Linked DNA regions of Gossypium hirsutum: region 1 is linked to region 2. Evidence: chromatin contacts called from public Hi-C data. All regions are on one chromosome and are shown on one strand. Each heading gives the region's core, a stretch centred on a gene start, on an enhancer-like site or on the middle of the called end of the contact. The rest is flanking DNA. Distances are from core to core; before and after follow the strand shown.

Evidence for each region. Hi-C and Micro-C count contacts between places; a contact is called where the count stands out from the background.
Region 1: a contact with region 2 is called in a Hi-C map of hypocotyl, with 4 times the contacts expected there. The contact joins the promoter of LOC107909957 here to the enhancer-like site in region 2. A contact is called at or near these places in 6 of 34 Hi-C or Micro-C datasets (hypocotyl, leaf and petal).

What each region holds. Positions count from the first base shown.
Region 1 is chrD02:50,582,336-50,587,936 of Gossypium_hirsutum_v2.1, reverse strand. LOC107909957 (putative clathrin assembly protein At1g25240) reads right to left here and starts at 1,280. Exons shown (of 3, transcript XM_016837672.2): 1 at 1-1,280. The coding sequence starts at 889. LOC107909955 (65-kDa microtubule-associated protein 6) reads right to left here. Exons shown (of 12, transcript XM_016837669.2): 1 at 5,560-5,601; 2 at 4,498-4,701; 3 at 4,145-4,411; 4 at 3,699-3,914; 5 at 3,464-3,619; 6 at 3,230-3,389; 7 at 2,970-3,121; 8 at 2,728-2,815; 9 at 2,576-2,649; 10 at 2,408-2,482; 11 at 1,811-2,172; 12 at 1,434-1,733. The coding sequence ends at 1,831.
Region 2 is chrD02:50,547,593-50,553,310 of Gossypium_hirsutum_v2.1, reverse strand. No RefSeq gene overlaps it. Among protein-coding and RNA genes, the nearest start is that of LOC107909955, 31 kb to the left of the region's middle. Within about 2 kb of position 4,465, at least 3 of the 9 cell types and tissues checked have an H3K27ac peak or open chromatin away from gene starts, as enhancers often do. A contact at or near this core is called in hypocotyl and leaf, where this site is marked.

The sequences.
Region 1 (5,601 bases), core at 31-2,530, 38 kb before region 2:
TCTCTGGAACTGAAACCCCATTCATTATCCTCTCAAGTTCTTCAACGTCTTCATCAGGGATCCGAGTAACGGTGGGGAGTTCGGTGGCGTTTAGGACGCCATATTCCTTGCAGAACTCGAAGAAGAGAGAAAGCTCTTCACTCTGTTTCATTGCCTTTTGAAGAACCCTAAGCGCCATTGCCGCTTCATGTTTGCTTACGGAATATATTTTCAACAAAATCTTGGCAATCTCGTTGCAGATTATACCGTAAACATCGTATATCTCAATGATCACACAATCCATGGCTTCCATAATCAGCCTAACCTTCATATTCTCCGCTCGAGGCCTAATTTGAAGCAACAAATCAAGCAAAGATTGCCATTTCTCCAATTTCAAAAGCTGTTGCACCAACAACAAACGCTCCTCGACTTTGTTGTTGTTGTTCTGATTATCTTGCTCTAAAAAAATGGCAGCTCTTTGATCTAGAAACGCAAAGTACTCACGGATGATACTATTGAAACCCCAGGTTTTGCTGGGCTTGGAATGTCCATCGCTGAAAGTGGAAAGATCAAAGGGTAAACGCTGCATCATTTGAACCACTGGTGCCTTACAATGGAAAATGCCATGCATGAGCATCAACCCTTTAATGGCCACCACCCAACTCCGAGTCTTCTCCATCCTCCTAGACAAGGCCCATATAAGAGGACCTAGGCTAACGGGCGACGCTCGAATCCACGAAAACACAACCTGCGCACTCCTTTTATCAATGTGTAATTCATCGTGACTTGTGGCCTTTATAATGGCAGCCTCAAGTTCAGGGTTCCTAAAGGAATTCCTTCTGGAAATATAGACCACCACTATGCTGTTCTTATCTTTGACAGCACCAACGGCCCTCTTCCATAGCTTCATGTTTCTTCGACCTCAACCCTCCGTCGCCCTTACAAAGCAGCGGGTTTGTCAGAGGTGGTCCTGAAGCCCCTCTTTTTGTTTTTGTTTTTTTCTTAATACAAAATTTTGCTTCAACAAACCCAAAACCGACGGCCTACGACTGGATAGAAAACTAAGCTGTGATTTAGCCATGTCTGCCTGTATTTGCCATTTGTTAGCATATATCTTCGGACAAGTTTATAGTTGTTTCTCTTTACGCATTTCTATTTTGGGAACAAATGGCTAATTTCATAGACTATGATTAGATGTTAAAAAATAAAAATAAAAATCACTTGCATGTGAATTATCTGGTTGGAACTTGCTAAACTCGGTGTTGTACAAAAAAAAAAAAAAGGAAGTTAAATTTCAACTGTGTATACATGAATTATGAAATTGGTGAAGTGGTGTTAAAAATGCTTACTTGACATAAGAAATTTTGAACAAACATGGATGATAATATAATGATGATCATACTAGAGTACATGTATATACATTGCAAACATACATTCAAGCATGTACACGTACATTCAAGCAAAAAAATCCAGTAATACTACTACTATCAATATTATCAGTACATGTAACACCACACAAAAACAAGTTAAACACAATTTTCAAACTGGTTTCTTCTTTTCTCCCTCTCCGCAATGGCAAATAACATCATTTCCATGCGAACACCCACAAAAGTCAGTCACCTGTCCGACTCCTACCAATTCACAATCCGTACACTAATCTATCCATACCCTTTCTTTCGTATATTCACAACACACGGTTCTGCTGCTATTAATCCAGTCTACACTTATTGCAACTATATGATCCTATCCTCTTCCTGTGATTGAACAAAAATTGTTTTAAGCGTGTGAACAACATTAACAGAAGAGGTTCAATGGCGTAGGCAAAACATACCACTTCTGGATTTCTAAACTTCAGCTATGTGGTGGAGACCCGAGCTCCGAATCACATACTGAAGTGTATGTAGATACTGTATCTTCCTTTGATATGGCCACAAAGTTTATAGGTGCTGTAGACAACCTTCTCATTTCCTTGAAGTAGCCATTTTGACGCCCCAAATATGAACGTGGTGTAAGTAGCTCGGGAGTTGCTCCACCCACCGAGTTCCGACGAGGTGTACTGGGAGTCATGGATCCATTTCCATTTGCTCGATAACCATTTGTCTTTCTGAAGCTGTTACTTTTCCTTGGACTAGGTTTTGACCCATAAATGGCTTCTCTCTCTGTCAGGAGCAGATCTTGAATCTTCTTTTGGTCCTGCAAAATGGAATAGAAAAGATATTGTTTTTATGCATGTATAAGTCGTAGAGATCAATGCACACATTCAATATATGGCCTGCTTGGAAATGCCATTCATCATATAAAAAGTCGCTTTAAGCAAGTTGAAAAGGAGATGAGAAAAGAAAGGAAAATGGACAAGGTACCAAAGGGCTAAAAGGTTCAGATAACTCGGCAATAATATTTGCAGAAGCAAAAAACATATTAAAATTACCCTGCATCTCTTCTTTTCCTCCTCTCTTTGTTTCCTTGTCAGCTTGTAGTCCTCCAGTATCGACACCAGTCGCTCCTATATGCATACAAGTATGTCATGTTTAGGAACAAGCTTATTCAGAAACAATTCCAAACGACAATGATTGTGCAAGTTTACAGAACTACTGACCCCATCATATAGAAACAATGCCCTTTTTTCTTCTTCCCAAGCTAACGTTCTGTTGATCAGATTATCCACAATTGCTGCAAAGGGTACCATTATTTAGCTCAACAATACAAACATATCCATCAGAGAGTTGGATGAATAAGAAGAGTAAATACCCGGAATTTTGGTTACTGTTATTCGAGCTTTTTCTGCACGCTTAAGGTTAATATGTGCACCTCTCCCTGCATTGTACCGGTTTTCATCCTGAGATTCAAAATGAAGTTAACAACTAATGAATTAAAATTTTATAGACAAGGTGAATCAGATGTATTTATTTTGACTCACGGAATAGTACACAAGCAATATTGAAGAGAGAAACTAAGACAGGGAAAACACATGAGATACACACAATGCTTACTTGATTGTAGTCTTCCAGCCAATTTTCTTCTTCACAAGCCAAAAGCCATCGATCTATTCTATCCATTATATCTTTTCGACTCAGAGCTTCATCTTTAACTTTAGTTATCTGTGCTTCAATATTTGCTAAGAGTTCAGAAGGGTCTACTAGACCTGAACAGCATTAGCAATATGCATCATTAACCATGTCAGCTGAAAATAGAATGAATAACAGTTTGTCTAACAGCAAGACACTGTGGCAAGGAAACACAAGATAAATACCAGAATCAATCAATGCATTAGATTTCTCAACAGAAGTACTAGCATCAGGTTTAATATGAGTCATTCTGCAAATATCTTCCAACTCCGATCTCCTTTTCAAGACGAGTTCTTTCATTCTGCCAGCTTTCAATTTGGTGAGCCTTTCCACTTCTGCTGATGCCTGTCGAAAATACCAAAAGTTTGAGCACAGATATTCCAGTAATTAGGAAAAAACCAGATTGGTGTAGCTCAAACCTGCTCAATCATCTCAGTTGAAAGAACACCAGGTTCAGTAACTTCAGGTTCCGATAACCTAAGAATAGAAGTGGCCCTTGAAAAAACATTCTTCTCAGCTTGAGGTGAATCCATCAAATTCCAGAGTTCAAATAGTTGACCTGCAATATCCTTCAACTGCATTTCGAAAACAGGGTTTGGATTCAAAATTTTCACAAGAAAAATCAAATGAAAGCTATGGAGGGGTATGGAATACCTTCTGCATTCGAATTCTTCTTTCAGTTTTAAGCTTGTTAATGGTCTGCTCTAAGCCTTCAAATGTACCATTGCTAATATTCGTTGATTGTTCCTGGTTAGCCCTTTGCAAGCTCGGATGCACATCACTTACGGTCTGGGCAAAATCCAACCCTAGTACCCCACAAAGCAAATGAACCTCATTTACGTATTCCAAAACCTTATGAAGGCGATCAGACTGCAAAGGAAAAGGAAATGCTTATATCTTCAAAATCTAGAATGAATTTTAAAGATTTTATTCAAATCCATTCAAAGAATTAAGTTCAAAGTTATGATCCCAAAAAGCATATGAACCTTGCACCCAATATCAGCTATGTATAGCGCCCATATCTTCTCCTGGATGTTATGCATAAAGGATATAGGTATAATGATTTATTTGCATAATGTTTTTTACAGTAAAATCCATACCTTCTCCTTCTGAAGAGTTTGAAGACGAGTATGAAATTCCGTAAGCCTTCTTAGCGACAAGTCTTGGTCTTCAAGAGTTAAACAGCTAATCATGGTATCATTTGGATAGTTGTAACCGGAAATTTCTCCACTGATCTTTTCAATTTGATTCTTTATATCTGCAAATTGCTTTCTTCTTTCTTCTTTCTTCGTCCTAAGATCCTCAAGCAGTGGAGATATAGAAGCAAGTTTTTCTTTTAATGGTGCCATCTTCTTCTCTTTTTGAATCTGTGAGTAAGAAATTAGAAACAAAATTAGCAAAGCAATACCATAAACGAAATTATGAAATGGCAAGATAATCCAATGCCAGATACCGGTGAATGTAGATTGAGCTCTCCAAGAGCTGCCATAAGTGTTGCAACCTCAGCTTCCCTGGCTGCAACAGATTGATGTAGACGTGCCTTGGCATTGGCAGCTTCCTCGACCTTCCGGCGGTATACTTCTAAGCATTCCCTCTCCAATTCCAATAGCATCCGGTCTTTATCAGCTTCACTTTCACCGATGTCGCTCCATATTTGCTGCTCTCAGGAAAAAATGAAAAAATTTTTTAAAGAGTTGAAACGTGCATCGGATTCTTTTTCAGAATTGAGATTCAGAATCTTATCAGCTTGCACGTGAATTAATTAACAAGAAACTTAAGAGAATGAAAACAGTGAACCAATGACAAAAATAATCACAATCCTCAACAGAATCATACCTTATCATTTGCACAACTTATTTCCACAAAGTTAGGTATATATGCATTTATGCATGCTTAAAGAAAAAGCTAATTAATCAACAAATTCCATCGAGTTATTCTACTGAAATACAAACATCAAAAGCAAAGATTAATGCTCTATGAGACCGTAGTATGCTAAACTTTTAGAAACAAAGGGAGTGAAAAAAGAAAATTCAAACTAGCAACGATAAATTCTTCATTAAATTAAGAAATTCAAACAACCCCTTGAAAGAAACCATTTAGAAAACCATTAAAAGATCCTTGCTTTACAAAAGACCATGGCAGTGTACTCAAATTAAAAAATAATAATTTCAGTGAACAGATCAGTAGCACAGTAACACCTTTGTAGCCTTAAAGCAGAAAATTGAAGGTCATTTTTCTCTTCAGAAACTCAAAAGGACCTTGAATTCGTAGCTATCACTAGACTCATTATGATACACGAGTTAAATAAACAGGAAACAATAAATGCTTTTAACTTTTAACAAAGGCATTAACTTTGTCAAACACCCATCATGTAAAGCAATTTCAAAACAAGAAACAAGACAACCCATTTTCACTTCTTTCTTCCCAACATAAAAAGACCAGTGTTTACTAGGAAGAAGAAACTCAAATAATTTGAAGGTAATAATTAAGAAGATAGAGAGAGGGCAAAGAGGACCTGAAGTTCTCTGAGCAATACATTGCAGCTTGTGCTTGCATG
Region 2 (5,718 bases), core at 3,216-5,715:
CTTCAAAACCCCCTTTAATACTTGAGCTCCTTTTTCTGTTGCTTTCCCAAAGAGAATACTATCATCAGCAAATAAAAGATGAGAAAGTCGGGGTCCCCTCCTACTGAGCTTAGCCTCAACTCTTAAACCCTCCCTCTTAGTCATATGAATCAAAGTAGACAAACCCTTACTACATATAAATAAAGATAAGGACTTAATGGATCCCCCTATCTCAAACTTTTAGAAGCTTGAAATTTTGGTCCTTCTTTCCCATTCATTATAATTGAATATGTAATTATTGAGAAGCAATGTAGAATGAAATTCACCCATGCTCTATCAAAGCCCATTTTCAATAACATATCCATTAAAAAATGCCATTCCACCCGATCATATGCTTTGCTCATGTCTAATTTTAGAGCCATACAACATTTCCTGCTTGTCTTATTTCACTTACATGAATGCAATATTTCATAAGCAAGCAAGATATTATCAAAAATTAATCTGCCAGGGACGAAAGCACTTTAAGCCTTATCAACACAAGAATATAAAAGTTTTTGGAAACGATTCGCTACAATTTTAGATATGATTTTATAAAGAACAGTAAAAAGGCTAATTGGTCTAAAATTTTATAGATTTGTTGGCTGAGGAATTTTTGGTATAAGAACAATATTTGTAATACTGCAAGGTTCCAAAGACATACCTTTATTCAAGAAATTCAAATAGAAATTGCTCAGATCTTGCCCAATGATATCCCAAAATTGTTGGTAGAAAATGATTGAAAAACCATCACTTCTAGCAGCTTTAGTAGGACCATCCCTTTTAAAGCTTTAAACACCTCCTCAGTCGGAATATTTTTCCATAAGGCTTTGATTTAGCTCCTTTATAATACACTTATTCACCGCTAATAAGATATGGCCCATATTGCCAACCACTCCAGTTGTGAACAATTTGGAAAAATAATCTCAAGAAATATCTTCCATCATATCCTCACAAGTTGTAAGCACCATGAAAAATTTTCTAATACTCGAATACGATTTATGTATCTCCGTTGAGAAGTAAATTTATAGAAAATGACAATATTTCTATCCCTCGATTTTAGCTAATTAGCTCAGGCTTGCTATTCCCAATAAACTTCCTATTTTTCCATCTTCCAATTCAATCGTAGTTTTACATTCATAACTTTTGCCATTGTTGCATCATCCTTATCCCCTTCAATTAGTGTCACCGATCTACACTCTAACATTTTGGAAGTATTTCCCCATTTTTTCCTCACTATTTTTGACCGTCTTATGAAAGCATACCATAGAGCCTTCAATTTTTCTAAAACACCTCCGTTAGTATTCCACCATACATCACGATTGACATCTTTACAAGAGTCTGCCAACACCCACCAAGCCTCAAATTTAAACTATTATTTTGAAATACTATTTTCACTCTTATCAATTTGGACCAACAAAGGGCAATGATCCGAGAAAGAATGATAAAGTGTTTAATTGAAAATTTTGGAAAATGGTTTTGCCGTTCAGGGTTAACCACCCCTCTATCAAGCCTCTCATAATATTTGTCTCCGGTAAATTCCCTAAGGATACCATATTTTTTGTCATACGAATACAAAATTTCATTAAAATCTCCACATGATCCAATACATGTTACAGTCACGTTTAAGTCTCCGAATCAACTCCCAACTCCTCTCTCTATCCCTCGTATCAGGGGTTCCATAAAACCCAGTAAAATGCCACCTCAAGCAATTGTCACCGCAATTAGTATCAACATCAATATGGTTTTTTTTGAAAAGCTACGAATACTAACCAAATCATTGCCATTCCATGCAAGTCTAAGTCTCCTTTGTGACCCTTCCGTGGGAACATCAATGCCATTCATAAAACCATATCTTCTTTGTACCCTTTCTATTCACCGACCATCAAGCTTGGTCTCCATTAAGAAGATAATTTGGGGATTATGATACTTCAATTTAAAGGGAAGCCTTCTGCATGCCTGCATATTCACCAAATCCTAGACATTCCAGCTCAATAGCTTCATTGCTTCCGGTCCGCTTACCTTTTGGCAGCCGTCGATCATTGTCAAAGTGGGGTATTATCATGCCCCAAAATATGACTTAATGAGTCCGATGAAACAGAATCATTCAAGTCCCTAAATTCAAACCTGAACCTTTTCGAACCATCTCTATGAATGCAGGGTAGATTCGTTTCCTCAATCAAATCCATACAACCTTTTCTTTTACCCCTCACCAATTCATCCATACCCATATCAAATTTTGCAATTTTGTCAAGCCTTTTCCAACTCTTTTTTTTTGTAATTATTAGGCTTTATATCCATTGAAATTGTGGGCCTACCCATATGAAACCCTTTTTCTACATTCTCTATCTCATTAAATTTGTCTTGACTTTTTTCGCCTATCTTATCTAAATTAGGAGCTTTATTTTTTGGAGAAAAACTGGCAACCAAATCCCCAGAATTGTGCCTCAATTTATTAGTTTGCAAAATTGCAGATGACAACACCACTTCTGATCTTCCTTCTGTCTTTAGGTCAGATTCCGACGCTACCTTAATCAAGTCACCACTTCTACTCACATCATCATCCCCTGTGTAATATCTTTGTTTCATTAATTTTCGTGTAGAGAAGCCAAACATTTGGTTTGGTTTTCTTTACTTAACAAATTCGATTATGCTTTAAGTGCTATAGAATATAGAAGATCATAATCGTACAGTCTTGATACTTACTTCCACTCTCAAAAGTCACCACTCACCTCCAACCCAACCATAATAGATACTGTTTCTCTAGAAAACTTGAGAGAGAGCATTCTTGACTATTTTGATAGTGATAATCCATGGAATACTTACTTGTAGGTATTTATTGTATTTTTATTACCACAATGATAATAGTCATACTTTTGATTAAATGATATGTCATTACTTGGTAAAGTTTATAGCATAATAGATGGTCATAAATGGTTTCACATTTGTTCACTTTAGTATGAGCTCTCCCTCAAGCAACCTTTCCCACTGAAGGATGTATAAACATTCTTTACAAGGAAATGGACAATCCCCTAAATGCATTATAACAAAGAATTCCTTAGTAACTAGATTTGCTAACTTTCAAGCTCATGAAAACTTCTTATTGAGTAGATTTGACTATCTAAGTAAGTATTGTTCTCAGAAAATTGTAGTATCCTTTTATATACTCCATTCAGCTGGTTAAAGTTGAGAGGTAATCTTCCAAATCTCCAAGTTAAAGACAACATCAAGATAATCCTTAAAATCAACAATCTTGCTAGAAGCCAACCATATCTTTATCCATAAATAAAAAAGAATAAATTCAAAGGACTTTTTGTGAAAGTAGTCAGTATTATACTGGTGGGTATACTGCTTTTGTTTTGGTGGGTATACTGCTTTTGTTTTGGTACTAGTACATAGTGGTCTTAGTGTGTTTCAATAAACCATTTTTGGTTCATCGATGTTTTGAAATATTTTTTACACATATATACTTATAGTCTAACTTTTAGTTTCTTAATAAAGTATATATTGTATATACATGCAAATATATTTCAATAACTAAATTAAATAAACATATACATGCAAATATATATTGTATATACATTCATATAAACATATTTTTATCTTTTTTATATGTGAATATAAGTTTTAAATATTAACTAAGTTCAATAACTTCATTTAATAACTATATTTTAAATGTAGTTATAGAAAAAAACAAAATTATTAATATAAAAAGTTTGTTTAAATTATCAAAATCTTGTACCAATCTATATGGGTTAGCACACATTGATATTGGTTGAAACGGGTTGAAACACCTAAATTTTGACTGGATCAGAATTTAGATTACTTGGTATAGGTTTAGGAGCGAAACGATACAATACTGACTGGTATTGATCGACAACTACTTGGTTTCTCTAATCCAATTTCCTATTATAAATCAAATCCCTAAGTTTCTACAAATAAATCTTGTAATACATATTAAAAAGAATGACTGCAAATCAAAATTGTTAACATAATCATGTCACTTATTATGTTACACGAGAGGGTGTTTGATTTAAGAAATGTATAGGACACACTTAAAAATTGTTAATATCATGGAGGAATCTATACTCCTAGTTTCATATTTCAACCCACCTGAGTTCTACATCATTGACTGAGTTTTAGTTTGGTTTGCATTGGTATTATTATCGATACGGGAAAATGTGAGTTTGAGTGCATTGAAGCATGTTTATTTACCTATTTATGAGTTAAAGAGGGGTTATAAATAGTTTTAGACATTATATAAAGAAAAGAGTTGGATATTAACAATTTCTTTTATATCATCCCCATTAAGCAATTGTTTTTCACACGTTTGGTTCTCACATGTTAAATATTTGGTAGCTAGAGATTATCCATATAAAATAGTGGTTGTATGGGGGACCTAAACAGAAGCTGCCAAAAAGGCCGCCTACCTTTCGAGTGGATGTGTTGACAGATCATCTCCCAAAAGAGTTATTGAATAGGGCAAGGCGTGGCTTCTTTAGGATTGTATATGCTACTTATTACTCTGTTGAGTTTGTCATGCTTTTACTCATAAAGAAAATGCCAAGTTAAAAAAGGGGTTGGAGTAAAAACTAAAACACCACTTAATGGATTAATTAATGTAATCTTATAAGAAGGATTAGTTAATCTATATTTGAATATTAGCTTTAATTGCAATTAACACCACTTAATATTAAGAAATTAACTATTCAGGATCTAATCCAAGGGTCCACAATTTGGATTTCAATATCTTGGATACAGCTTGAATCCCACCAGGACTAGAAGCCTAGAAACCGGAGTTTGGTTGAGAGAAAAGGTAACAAAATGCAAAAGGCGGCAATGATAAAAGTAAGTGTCATATTCCCTTTTTAGTAGTGACAATTAACTTCAAAAAAATTGATACGATCATGGTTGAATTTAAAAATTATTAAAATATTTTTATTTTTAAAAGGATGAAAATGATTGTTTTTTTTTATTTTTAAGTGTTTTTAATTTTTTTTTATATTTTTAATCAAATTTAGTTGATAAATATAAAATCAAACTAAATGTTGGTGATTAAGTTTTTTAGAACCAAGACTAAATTTACATAATATGTAAATATTAATAGTTAAAGTTGCTATTATGCTAATTTTAAGACCTGACATGGTGATAAAAAAGAAAAAACAAAATTGAATAGTTGAATGATAATTTTATAACTTTTTATAGTTAGGTGATAAAGAGTTTACTAATAATTGAATGACTGCTAGTGTAATTTAATCTTAGATGAATTTGTGGTAGATTGCAAATTTAATATCCAAATTTATAATATTTAAAATAACAAAAATCAAATGGGGGTATCTAATTTGATTTTAAACTTATGAACCGAAATGGCCGGTGGTCAAAGACTCAAAAGTCAATCTGGAATGGTCACCGACGGGGACATGAGCCCCAATTGGAAGGGCAGCAAAAATACAAACCAATAATTTGGCATTGAATTAGCTACCTTAAAGCTATAATTATGGAAGACTTAAATTTCTGGGATATAAATATTGGAAAGTATGGTCCCAAAATCAAATCTTTTAAGCCCAAATGACCTCCAAAATTAAATCTTTAAGCCCAAAAACTTGGGTTTTATAATTATTTGTTTGTTTATCTAAATTTTAGAGACACCTAATAATAAATTTAGCCATTAATATTTATATATTTTTTATTAATTTGGTCTTT